Regions from separate parts of the Sus scrofa genome. Here regions 1 and 3 are each linked to region 2. The links are chromatin contacts, called in public Hi-C maps. All regions are on one chromosome and are shown on one strand. The core of a region is the stretch at or near the end of the contact, and the rest is flanking DNA. Distances in the headings are between cores, read along the strand shown.

Region 1 (4,109 bases), core at 200-2,699, 380 kb before region 2:
CTGCTTAGAGATAAGGCCAGTGGTGAAGGGAAGGAGAGAAGCAACAGGAGATACCATTATACTCAAAATCAGAACCAGAGAAATACATCCACTTTCTGTAAGCATGTACCTTTATAGCTGCATGTTTACCAATTGGCTACTATATTCATGACATCTAGAAATCTTATTAGAAGGAGTTATATTCATTAATCAAATTAATAATTTTTCTACTTCAATTGCAATTCTATACTTATGAACTGTTTTAGCTTTTATTAATTTATTAATTTTTTTTAGGGTCATACCTATGCATATGGAAGTTCCCAGGCTAAGGGTCAAACAGAGCTGCAGCTGTCAGCCTACACTACAGCCACAGCAACATGGAATCCAAGCCGCAAGTGTGACCTATACCACAGGAATGCGGGATTCAAGCCACAAGTGTGACCTATACCACAGCAATGCGGAATCCAAGCCACAAGTGTGACCCATATCACAGCTCACAGTAACACTGGATCCTTAACCCACTGAGAGAGACCAGGAATTGAACCCGCATCTTCATGGATACTAGTCGGGTTCTTAATCTACTGAGCCACAGTGGGAACTCTCAAACTATTTTTTTATCAAAATACATTTACATCATTATTTCCTGTAATGTTATTACATCGTTATCTTTAGGACGAAAAAAATGATTCTCAGAAAGATCTCAATAATTAATGCTATGAACAGCTTTACAGAGTATCAGAAATGAAATGGAAAAATAGTATTCTCCTGTACTGAGTGAGAGTAGATAGATTATAATTAATCCTACCCTTATAATACTAGAAAGACTCAAAGAATAGGGTTTATGGAATTTTTTTTTTTTTTTTAAGATGGAATATCTGGCCAAGAGTAAAGAGATTTTATGTGAGGTCAACCAACTAGAAAACTGCAAAGCAAAAGTTCCCTCAAACAACTACCTTTATCCTCTAATGTCATAGCTTAAAAGAATGAGGCAATGAGACATCAGAAGGGGCCATTTGATCCTTTGCTCTTATGAAAGAAGGACTGCTCTACTGTAACACAGGAAATCATGTTAGCAAAAGGATAAAGATGCAAAGCGACTGAAATTCACAAGCTATTGAAACTTTTCCCTCTCATGCTTGCTTTTGCAGGAAGGCGTTGTTCAGTGGTTGGCTGGCTGGGTGGGTGGTTTCAAAATTGACAAAACAGGGTGGAGAAAGCATGAGACCTAGAATAAATTAAAAAAAAAAAAAAAGTCCTATCCTGTGTTACTTCTCATCTCTGAACCAGAATAGAAAGTCTCCACTCTAATCCTTATACTATCTTAAACCTTTTTGCCCCTGTTCTCTGAGTCAATTCCTCATCACTGCATTCCTCCTCATTTTAATGTTTAGTGAAACCACCCAGGCCGGGGAACTGCTGGCTAAGAGCAGGGCACCTAGTAACACTTAGCAAACAAAGGTAAACACACACGCATAGGTTCCAATCCTAAATTGGTGGCAACGTCCTTCCAAGGAAAAGACAGCACGGAGCAAGAGCCAAAATGGCAAAGGGATTCATTTTTGCTATGTTCCAACCCAACTCTGGACAGAAGCAAGTGACCCACTGAAAAGTACACTTAAAATAATTGCTTTATCTCTTTTGAAATATAATACTTATTTAAATAATCTTTCTTTTTCTCCCAGGCATTTCAGTATATGAAATTTTCAGTTAAAAATTTCCCAATACTAGACCTGTATTGCATAATAATTTCTCCATTCCCACAGGTCAAGGATTAAACACAGCAAAAGGGCTTTACATAGCTTGAAGAAATACGAAGCATGCCAAAAAATCAACCACAAAAATAAAATTCTACTTTGGAAGCACTGAATGAAATCTAGGTGTTTTTAGCCGACGACTTAACAAAGGCATTGTCTTAAAAAACTGTTACAGACTCACTTTTATCGAGAACTCTCAGAAAATAAGCATATCCATTTTTATTTTAGTTAGCAGTTATATAATCTAAACATGAGTTTCATAAAACGCACCTTAGGAAAGATGACTGCAAAATAAGTTTGTCAGCTAACACCTAGAGGCAAATAAGGCACCCATCCAAGAATGTAAAGCTTGCAAAAAAAGAAGGATAAATGTTCAGAGTAGGACAGTTAAGAGAAACATTCCATTTCAATAACTGATACACTATAAATCACACTTGACACACTAAAATATAAAAGTACTAAGAATAATCTTAGGCATCATCAGGTGTTAAATCTTCACTCACTGTCAGAGATGGGAGTGGGGACTCTCATTTCTGAATTTAAGTCATGATATGCAATAATAACTTCACCATTTTCTGAGCTCTGCTGTAAGAAATTTAAGCTTTAACAGAAGCCTAAGAGGAAGGTATTACAGATACACAATATCTTATCTAAAACTCCTCAGGCCAGATGTTTCAGAATCCAGAACTGTTTAGACTTTAGAAAGGGAGGAGAGTTCATACAGTATATGTTATAAACACCTCCAGCAGGATTTACAGGAGTACCCCATAATCAAATCTGAATATTTCTTCAGAATGCATGAATATTCACATCAAGTGGGAAAATGACTCTTAAGGCTCAATGTTCAGGCCAGGTTTGCCAGTGGCTTAAATGAAATTAAAACAAAACCAAAGCGACTTTTGTTTTTCAGAGTTCTTTGAATTTCAGAATGGCAGATAACAGATAATGGGTCAGGATTATTATCCCCATTTTATAGATAAGAAAAAAGGCAGAGAGAGGACTCGCCTGAGGTCACAAAGAAAAGCTGGTTAACAACCAGGGTATAAGAATTGTCCCCAGTCCTGTCACTATGGTTGCTCATCTTTCATTCTTTTGGCTCAGCTGTGCAAATTTTTGTACTTTTTTGTTTTTTCTAATTCCCAACAGTGTGACTATTTTCTGAATCAATTTGAGAGGTAAAAAAATTTTCGATAACATTAAAGTGGAGCTCAAAACTGATTTACTTACCATCAACAGTTCCTCTTTATTTCTCAGTATCATAATGTTTGTTCACTTCATTGCTGGGAGAAGCAGCAGTGATTAAAATGAAACAATCCTGGATTAGGAGGAAGCTGACCTGGAGTCTAGGACCAGCTGTCTGTCAGTACTTCTATAGGGCTCTGGGGAATTTCTGAATGAAGTCCTGTTCTTTTGCATGGCTTCTTGAGGCCCTTTGTGTTCTGGCTCCATCTTTCTCTTATTCCCTCCCCATACCTACCAAACACACATATCTAGCATCCCATGCAAACCTCTTAATGCCTCAAACACACCACACATTCATTACCTGCAATTCAAGCTCACTTTTCCACACTAGGCCAAGACAACTTAGGTATCACTCCCCAGATAAGGGCTGCGTCTAGGACTATTGACCATATTTTCCAATTTTGGTGATGAAGGTTTACTACTGACTAAACGTCTGTCTGACCAGGGCCAGGATACATTCCAATTGTTGCTTCTGGTTAAACTTCCAGACCAGTAATTAGAGGGGCTGAAATGGTCTGGCGTGGTTGCTTCTTTACAAAGCCAGGCTTCTGCTACTCTTATTTCCTTCATTGTTTGTGCACTGGTTGTGTGATGATGTTTACTATTTTTCCAGCACTAAATTCAGTCCTCCTGGCCTACAGTGTACTCATAATTCCTTAGAATTACCCACTTCTCCCACCAAATAGCTACTATCAACTTCACCAATTTTCCATGCAAGCTCATAAAAAAATGGGACTCTTTATTAATGCCAATATTATAAAATACCCTGGTGATTCAAATCAGCAGAGTCTGACATTGGAATACAGCTGGCTTCTTTTAATGTCCCTCTTTCATTCTGGGAGTTCTAAAATTTGCCTCTAAAATGCTCCCAAACATTGACTTCAGATTCTGTAAATCTAAAGACCAATTTCTTCTTTGTGGTATATATGCTTTGTTTTGTTTTAATCAATTTTGAAGTATAATTAATTATAAAACATACCAATTTTTAAGTGTACATGTTGATAACTTTTGGCAAAGGTATACCATTGTCACCACTCTTGTGCGTAAGATACACCATTTTTCTACCCCTTCTCTGCCTTCTCCCAACCCCTACTCCTCATCAAAATTATCCTTTTCCTCTTTGCATTTAATCCT
Region 2 (4,385 bases), core at 1,507-4,006:
TTGACCTTGCAGATGAACAACTGAAGAAGTCAAGTCTGTGATGTCCAGTCACTTGCATTCATTGGATTGGCCCAGATGTTAGAAAATAACTTGTCAATTTTCTTAATTTTACAGCACAGTAAATGAAGGGCTAGAGTGGATAAAATTCCCAAAATCACACAGAAAGAGTAGCACTAGAAGCTGTATCTCAAGATCCAAGGACAGAGTCTTTTGTATCTTGCTATATTGTCCCCGTCCCCCAAACAGACCAGAGATCACACTTCCAAATAAACATAGATTTATTTTTATCCATTCGAAATAGTCCTTTTAGAAGTTTACAGATATTTTTTAATGATTTTTATTTTTTCCATTATAGTTAGTTTACAGTGTTCTGTCAATTTTCTAGTGTACAGCAAAGTGACCCAGTCATACATACATATATACATTCTTTTTCTCACATTATCCTCCATCATGCTCCATCATAAGTGACTAGATACAGTTCCCAGTGCTATATAGTAGGATCTCATTGCTTATCCATTCTGAAGGCAATAGTTTGTGTCTATTAACCCCAGAATTTACAGATATTTTAATAATGCTACTATTATTCAAAACCTATTTAGAATTCCAGGGAGCATTATACCTAGTCTATGGCACATCATTGGTGATTTCCTTTTACCAGGCTGTTAAATGATTAAGGGCCCAGTCTTCAGTTTTGCCTGTATCTCTAATACTTAGCAATATCTTGCTACGTGATAGACCATCACGAATATTTTTTGAATAAAACAGCTCATCACTGTTTATAATTTGATGAAAGATTTAATTCTTAGAAATATCCAATATCACAAGGGAAAAGATCAAGTTCATAAAATCAGTTGTTGGTTTGGTTAGTCTGCAGCATATGATTCAGAGTCCCTGTCTCTCCCTTACAGGGCTGGAGTAATTTGAGGGCAGAAACCACGTCTTATTTACCTCAAAACTTCACAAGAACCACTGCCAATTCTTGCACAGAAAAAAAGAGCTCTCCTAAATAATCAATACATGTTTGATGAATAATGGAGTAGCAGGTGGGAATTTGAATGGAGGTGGAGACTACGTATTTGCAGGTTGCTGGAAGAGGCATATAATGGAAATGTTTCTTGGTTGGAACATAAAAGTTAACTTGAGCTATTGCCAAAGTTCCAAACCTCAACTGGAATTTTGAATTGTGACCTTGGGTGAAAAGGCATGGCATGGACAATAGATTGTACCATGAGCTAACATCAAAATGACAGTGTGTTCTTAATTTTACAGCGCAACATCCTAATATCAGTGTGTTGCAACAGACATAGCCTTTTCTCTTTCGCAAAGATCTCATCTTGCTCCTTCAATGCAATATGTCACATCTCCAGCAATACGTTAAGAAGAAGAATTCATGGAGTATTATTCAGCCATAAAAAAGAATGAAATAATGCCATTTGCATCAACATGGATGGACCTTGAAACTATCATAAAGTGAAGTTAGACAGTGAAAGACAACCTTCATATGGTATCACCCATATGTGGAATCTTAAAAAAAAAAAAAAAGGATGCAAATGAACTTATTTGCAGAACAGACTCAGAGATTTTGAAAAACTTAATGGTTACCAAAGGAGACAGGTAGAGGGGTGGGAGGGCTAGACTGGGAGTTTGGGGTTAGCGTGTGCACACTGAGGTATATGGAATGATTGGCCAATGGGGACCTGTTGTTTAGCCCAGAGAGTTCTACCCAGTATTCTGTGATAATCTCTGTGGGAAAGAATCTGAGAGAGAATGGATATATGTATCTTAATGACTGGGCCACTTTGTTGTATAGCAGAAATTATCACAACCTTGTAAATTAACTACACTTCAATAAAACTTTAAAAAGGGGGATACTAATGACTATTGTAAGTTCTCTGATACTTGTTAGAGCTGGTGGTGCTCCATGTTTGGAATGACATACATTTCTTCTTACCTTAGATGTCAATTGGGAATAATGCACCATGGGATATTTTCTGGGAAAAAGCCACACATGCACATTTAAGTAAGCAAAAGTTGTTTAATAAATGTACTGGCAAAACCAGTGAGACCTAGCTGCCCAGGGATGTCCGTTTTTAAATCCACAGTTAAATAAAGAGACTCAGGCATAAATTTTCATTGTCTTTTAGAAATGAGAATTAATGATCCTTTCCTTTAACCACACATTGTCCTGGGTAGGAGTAGAAGTGAATTTAATATTGGAGGTAAATAAACCTCAGGGCTTTGAGTTTCCATGAAAGTTAATCAAAAGATATAAAAAATAACTTCAATCATAGGTGTCACTACTAGGGTCATCAACAATGCCTGGGGCATTTCCCCCCCAAGTTATCTTTCTTTATGGAAGAATATGTTGGAAAGATTATGTTTCATTCCTTAAGGCAAATCTGCCCTATTGGATATTTTTAACGTATTCTAGTTTAAGACAGAGGACTCTTTTTTTTACAAGGTGTATTTTATCACTGAATTCATTTGTGGATGGGACCAAGAGATGATTGTGTTCAGTCCTGCCCCTATAAAATAAGAATATTTCATTGGGAAGGGAAGGGAAGGGAAGGGATTTTGTTTTCCACACTATTCTGTCCTACTTCTCCTGACCTAAATCTCCATCTAGAGTGGCAGAGTTTATAATATCTCATTATAAATATTCTGGCACATGGAAATGAGTATCTGTACCTGGGGCAAGTCAGATGGGGACTAAGCAAAATGTCAAGCAGGATAACACTCTGTCGGACAGCCAGTGGGGCAGCTTGCTGGCTGCTGTCTTGTCAGATGGAGGCCAAGATGAAAGACAGGTAACAAAATCCCTCAACCCAGGCAATGTGCATTCTTCATTCTAATGAAAATTGAGAGAGTGGCTGTGGCTCTCATTCTACCCCCACATTGCTCGTAGGCTCCAGGCAGCAAAGGCTCTATCTTAAGTCTGTGCCCTGGTGAGATTGGGAGGTCTTCAGCTACTGAAGCTGCTACCCTCTGTGCCACTCAAGATCAATTTGGACCTACTGAGGCCCCCACTTACTGTATCAGTACAGTCTTTTTCTCCACAACTCAAGGCATCTGTTGAAGTCTCCAGAATGGAAAGCATCTCTCCTCCCCCTCCCCATAATCTCTATAATCTAATTTTAAGCATATGAATCCTACTCAGTGCCTTGAAGTTAAGACTTTTAAGACTCAAAAGCCAAGGATTAACTCTATTTTTCTTTTTTATTTCTTTTATGGCATCTCCTCTTTGAGGCAATCCAAAGAGAGTCTACCTGGCTAAATGGAGGAGGAGTCAAAAAGAAAACATCAGGACTAAAAAGCACATTATTATGCTTCAAAAATATGATCTCACAATAACTTGGACATACAAAAAGAGAGGAAAACATGGATAAAAGCTCACAGAAGTCCATTAATAGTCCATTATTTTAAGACTGTAGAGATAGATAGAGATCATCTGGTTTAATCCTTCCACGTATAGTGGGTATAACCAAGATCCAGTGGAAGGAACTGCTTTGGTCAACATGACAGTGTAAGTTGTTGGGAAAATGAGATTTTTGACATATATTCTTATTAATTTTGTTTACAAAAAGGAATACATAATTTAATGTTATTCAAATCCATATTTTAATTCACATATGAAAGTGATTTTTAATTATAATATGAAATAAATTCTGTAATTTATTAGCATGTGTGATCTTTGACAACCGTTAAACATTTCTAAGGGTTATTTTTAAGTGACAGTAATATTACACTCTGTAGACTTGTTATAATCAAACTCTAGGTAAAGTATCCAAATTTTTGCCGTATACTAGTTCCTTAATAATTCGTAGCTATGGTTTGAGGTATGATGCTATATAGTAACTTTATAGTTATAGTTTATCATATAAACTTGTAGATGAAAGATGTTAGTTGGATGATTAAATAAATAAATGTTATTTATGCTTTTGTTTTTGGCAAAGTACTGTGCTATTTTGAAGTCTATAATATCCCTTACCAGGCAAGACTAAACTAAACCGAAGTACTATTGGATCTTTATCATTCACTTCCAAAGGTTTGCATTCAATCAGAAGCATTGAAATACTTACAATAGGATTTTCTGACATTTTAATTCAGACAATTCAGCCCATCCTAATACTGTCAAATGAAGAGAAATAGGATAGGAAAGATAGACTAAAGGACTAGTATCTTTTTTTTTTTTTTTCACTTAAGACACGAAACCCTACAAAAGGGAGATGACTTTCCCAAGAAGGCAGAGCAAGTCCTTACATTGCCAAACTTAGAATCCCCAAATCCAGGTATCTAAATTAGGTCACATTACCCTCTCTGTCCTATTTGTAATTTAAGAGTTAAGAGACATAAACCTAAAACCTAGAAGTAGTACAGACTCTTCC
Region 3 (4,286 bases), core at 1,398-3,897, 480 kb before region 2:
CCTGGGAACCTCCATATGCCGCGGGTGCAGCCCTAGAAAAGGCAAAAAAAAAAGAGGGAAGCACCCGAGCAGGAATGGAGATGAGGTTCTGTCCTTAGCTGGATTTAGGGCCAGTCCTTGTACAGAAGGATGCCTGGAAGTGTTTGGGAAGCATCTGCCTCTGGGGCTGATTATCACGCTTGCAACAGTAATGTGAAAATTGTCTTTTTTCAGGAGCGAATACAGGCTGATGAAGTGATCGCCATCCTGGATCAAGAACAACAAGGGAAGCATGAACTGAATATCAACCCCAAAGATGAGCTATAAAAAATGAGAGAGTGTCCTATCAGCTATTTATTTAAATTGTTAATCTTATGAGAACCTTTTTTATTTTTGTACAGAGCCGTGGTATAAGTTAACAGGTTAATAAGAGTCACCAGATCTCCCTTCTGCTCTTAAAGACCCTCGCTTTGCCTCACTCAGTCTATCTGTCTTGGTTTTTCGTCAGGTCATTTCTCAAAGCCCAGTCACAATGCCCGCCCCTGCCGCCACTGCCCCCAACACACATACAGTTCATTTGCTGCAGATCCTAAAGCTCAAGCAGTAAGAATAAGCCTGTTCTTGTTCAAACTACAACTGTGCTCCACTTCTAAAGATAGCATGTGATTTGGACTCCGAAGGCCTTTCTGGCCCTGTGTTGTTTAGTCCTGGTCTCTCCCAGGGCTGGCAGCCCTGGGTTTGACTCTGGGGAGTCCATGGCAAGATTGGAACTGCATCAAGTGGGGGTCTTTGGGCCCCCAGGCTCTGTGGAGGAACTGCTGTGATGAGTACTGCGTAAGACGGAGGGGTTCGGCCTTTCCAGGGCAAGGGTGGTGCTTTCGATTCCAGTATTTACAGCGGACAGAACACCTAACACTGGAAGCTTCCATCCCCCCTCCCCACCATGGTGCGCCAGAAAAGATGGCCCTGGGAGTTGTGTCTTTAAAAAGGTGGTGTGGGGGAGTTCCCATCGTGGCCCAGTGGTTAAGGAATCAGACTAGGAACCAGGAGTTTGCGGGTTCGATCCCTGGCCTTGCTCAGTGGGTTAAGGATCTGGCATTGCCGTGATCTGTGGTGTACGTTGCAGTTGCGACTTGGATCCTGCGTTGCTGTGGCTGTGGTTTAGGCCGGCGGCTACAGCTCTGATTCGATCCCCTAGCCTGGGACCCTCCATGTGCCGTGGGTGTGGCTCTAGAAAAGACAAAGAGACAAAAAAAAAAAAAAAAAAAAAAAAGGTGGTGTGGGGGTTGAAGTAGAATGGAGCTTCATCCCATTCTGTTCCTTCCCAAGAACCCCCGTCTCAAGACTGGCTTCTTCATTCAATGACTTGGGAAGAAAATCTTTACTCCCACATGAATTGGGGCCCCATTGTCACATTGCCTGAGAGTGGGGTCCATGGGTGAGAAGCGGTGTTCTCTTCTTCAGTAAGAAAAATGAATTTCTGATTGATCCCACTCTCCATTGATGTGTATTTTGGCAGCCCCTCCTCTTTGCTGCTTTCCAGCTCGTGGATTTGAGTGCTTGTATCTGATTTGTTTAATAAAGGGAGTTTTATTTTAATACCCGGCATTTATTTTTCTTCTCCCAAATGTTTGCTTTATCTCCAGGGATTGGTTCTGTGGTCCTGCAGGACCTTTGGGAATAACCCAGGGGAAACACTGGGCCATAGTTGGTTTCACTGGCAGGTGCTCGGGGGCGGCAAGGAAGGTTCGAGCATTATTTTTGAAGAAACAGATGGTTAGCAAACAGGTGTGTTCATCCAGAGAACACCTGGTCCTTGGTGCCAGTTCTAAGGAAGATACTGCAAAGACTATGTTTCAGAGGGGGCGGGGACTAGAGTTGTTCTAGCCCAGGGGTGTCTGCTCCACTAGCCTGTGGGAGGTCACCTGTCTCTCTGATGGGCAAATAGAACAGGTCACAACCCTTAAGAAAAGCAGCAGATAAGCACATTTTATGAAAATCACATTTACTTTCTGCTATTTATGATCTTGGATGGTGGTAAGAGCATCCATCCTTTGAGACTGAAAAATTGAGGCATAGTGATTTTATGTACCATCTGTTTTCCACCCAACCTTCTGGTTGCGTTTTCATCGTGGGAGAGTGGAAAGAGCATTCGATTCTAAACCCAGCCTGATCAAATATACTCTGCTGTGTGACCTGGAGCAACTCCCTTTCCCTTTCTGGGCTTTAGTTTCCTTCTCTGAAAATGACGTAATTGGTCGTAATTGTTTCCAAGTCCTTCCCTCTTGCTCTGAAGACAAAACAAAGAAGACAAAAACAAAACAAAACAAAACAAAAAATGATTTTAGAAATATTCACTTATACAACCAAATTTACTTGTGCCTACTTTTTGAGACTCGTGAATGGGTTCATTATGTGTTTACGTGATTTTAAAACTTGAAGCCTAAATTTAGGGCTGAAAATCCCTGAGCCTCGAAAAGGGAGGTGGCTATTTGTTTGCTCTCTCACTGAGAAGTGTTTGCTGGCACTCGGATTTGCTGATAGAAGGATCTGGCCAAGGATCTAATTTCTGTTTTCTGGCAACAAGGCATCAACAAAGACAACAGTCCTTGGATCCTTGCAGTGCCTGCTTCCTGGGTGCTCTGGGAGAGGCCATGGTGGGGGGTGGGGGAGAGGCTGGGACGCCCGCTCTGAGTCTGCCTTTCAGCCACACTGAGACAGTGAGCAGAGGTCTCAATAGAGGGCTTAGGCTAAGAGTCACATCCTCTGCCATTACTGAAACACGGAGTCGTTTTTCCTGTTTGGCAGGCTACCCACGTTGTGTTCCACCTGTAACATCATGTCTATACTCAAGCATTTATGTTTTAATCTGCCCCACATCAAACCATACATAATTTCATTCACATAGTTAGGGAGTGTCATCAGATGCTTTTAAAGAGACGGAGCTCAGAACTTGCAGTCTGTGTGATAAAGGGCTCTTTTTTGTAGAAGGATCAGAAAGCTCATTGGACTTTGTGTCATTTTTAGAGCTGAAGGAGGTACAATGCAATTCCCTCTTTCTGTCTGGGAGGATACTGAGACTCAGAGGTAGGAAGAATGATTTCTTAGTTCCAGAATTCGAGCTCCAGGGCTGCTGTTATACAGGAATGCTGGCCCAGGGCAGCATCCACTAGAGGAAGGGGTGCCTTGTTCTCTTTGGCCAAAAATGATACTTATCAATCCATGGACCTGAAGGGGTGCCTTTTTCTAATTCATGTAACCATGCTGTATGTGCTTGAAGCAGCCCAGGCTAAAAAGCCCTGTTTTTATGACTCCAAGTCTAGGACTCTTCCTCTAGATCCCTCTGGGAACTGCACTTGTCTTGATGATCATCATTGGTGTAAAAACGCCTGCAGTTTTACAAGGCTGTTATTTTCACCCATACTGTTGTATTGAACGCTTATGACACAGAACAGGCTCTCACACTAGGAATCCCAGGAGTGTTCCATGCACAGATTATGATGCCTAATTTGCAGATGAAGAAATGGACAGCAATGAAGAGAACTCAGAGCTGTGGTCTGAGGATCCTCTGTGTTTGAGACCGAAAGATAGTCTTTGGAACAGCAGGGAAAAAATAAAGCACCAAGTTGTTTTCTCCCAGGCCTTTTTTTTTTTTTTTTTTTTTTTTTTGTCTTTTTAGGGCCACACCTGCGGCATGTGAAAGTTCCCAGGCTAGAGGTTCATCCGGAGCTGCAGCTGCCAGCCTACACCACAGTCACAGCAATGCGGGATACGAGCCCTGTCTGCTCGAGTACTTAGTTGGGTTCTTTTTGCTGAGGCACAATGGGAACTCCCTCCCAGACATATTTAATGTAAAATACCACACTCGGAGTTTCCAATGTGGCTCAGTGGGTTAAGGATTCCATAGTGCCTGCGAGGATGTGGGTTTGATCCCTGGCCTCCCTCAGTGGGTTGAGGATTCCATATTGCCATGGCTGTGGCGTAAGCCTGCAGCTGCAACTCCAATTCGACCCCTAACCCTGGACCTTCCATATGCCACTGGTGTGGCCCTAAAAAGAAAAAAAGTAAAAAATAAAATAAAATACTGCATTCATGGAAGGAACAGAGTTAGCTTTTTCGTAAAATCTAAACTTTGCCTCCCCTTTTATGTTCCTGCTAATACGCGAAGGCATATTTCCCCTTCTCTCCTCCGAGAGCTGTTGAGCATGGGTTGCACAATTCAGTGGAGCCAATACTGGGTGCCGGGCCATGCTCTCATGAAACTCACAAAATGGAAGAAGGTTCTAGTCTGGGGTTATTTTCCTCTC

The links. A called contact is a pair of places that touch in the nucleus more often than the background predicts.
Region 1: a Hi-C map of skeletal muscle shows a contact between it and region 2, with 2.3 times the contacts expected there. The contact joins two enhancer-like sites. A contact is called at or near these places in 2 of 47 Hi-C or Micro-C datasets (embryonic fibroblasts and skeletal muscle) and 1 of 2 datasets of contacts at active chromatin or transcription factors (skeletal muscle).
Region 3: a Hi-C map of skeletal muscle shows a contact between it and region 2, with 6 times the contacts expected there. The contact joins two enhancer-like sites. A contact is called at or near these places in 3 of 47 Hi-C or Micro-C datasets (embryonic fibroblasts and skeletal muscle) and 1 of 2 datasets of contacts at active chromatin or transcription factors (skeletal muscle).

Annotation. Positions count from the first base shown.
Region 1 is chr13:127,309,176-127,313,284 of Sscrofa11.1, reverse strand. The region is part of intron 5 of TP63 (tumor protein 63); the gene reads right to left. Among named protein-coding and RNA genes, the nearest start is that of TP63, 200 kb to the right of the region's middle. Within about 2 kb of position 1,449, at least 2 of the 83 cell types and tissues checked have an H3K27ac peak or open chromatin away from gene starts, as enhancers often do. A contact at or near this core is called in skeletal muscle, where this site is marked.
Region 2 is chr13:126,928,077-126,932,461 of Sscrofa11.1, reverse strand. The region is part of intron 1 of LOC106505765 (a long non-coding RNA gene); the gene reads left to right. Among named protein-coding and RNA genes, the nearest start is that of TP63, 190 kb to the left of the region's middle. Within about 2 kb of position 2,756, at least 1 of the 83 cell types and tissues checked has an H3K27ac peak or open chromatin away from gene starts, as enhancers often do. A contact at or near this core is called in skeletal muscle, where this site is marked.
Region 3 is chr13:127,412,247-127,416,532 of Sscrofa11.1, reverse strand. It overlaps P3H2 (prolyl 3-hydroxylase 2), which reads left to right. Exons shown (of 15, transcript XM_021070049.1): 15 at 214-1,578. The coding sequence ends at 306. Among named protein-coding and RNA genes, the nearest start is that of P3H2, 160 kb to the left of the region's middle. Within about 2 kb of position 2,647, at least 5 of the 83 cell types and tissues checked have an H3K27ac peak or open chromatin away from gene starts, as enhancers often do. A contact at or near this core is called in skeletal muscle, where this site is marked.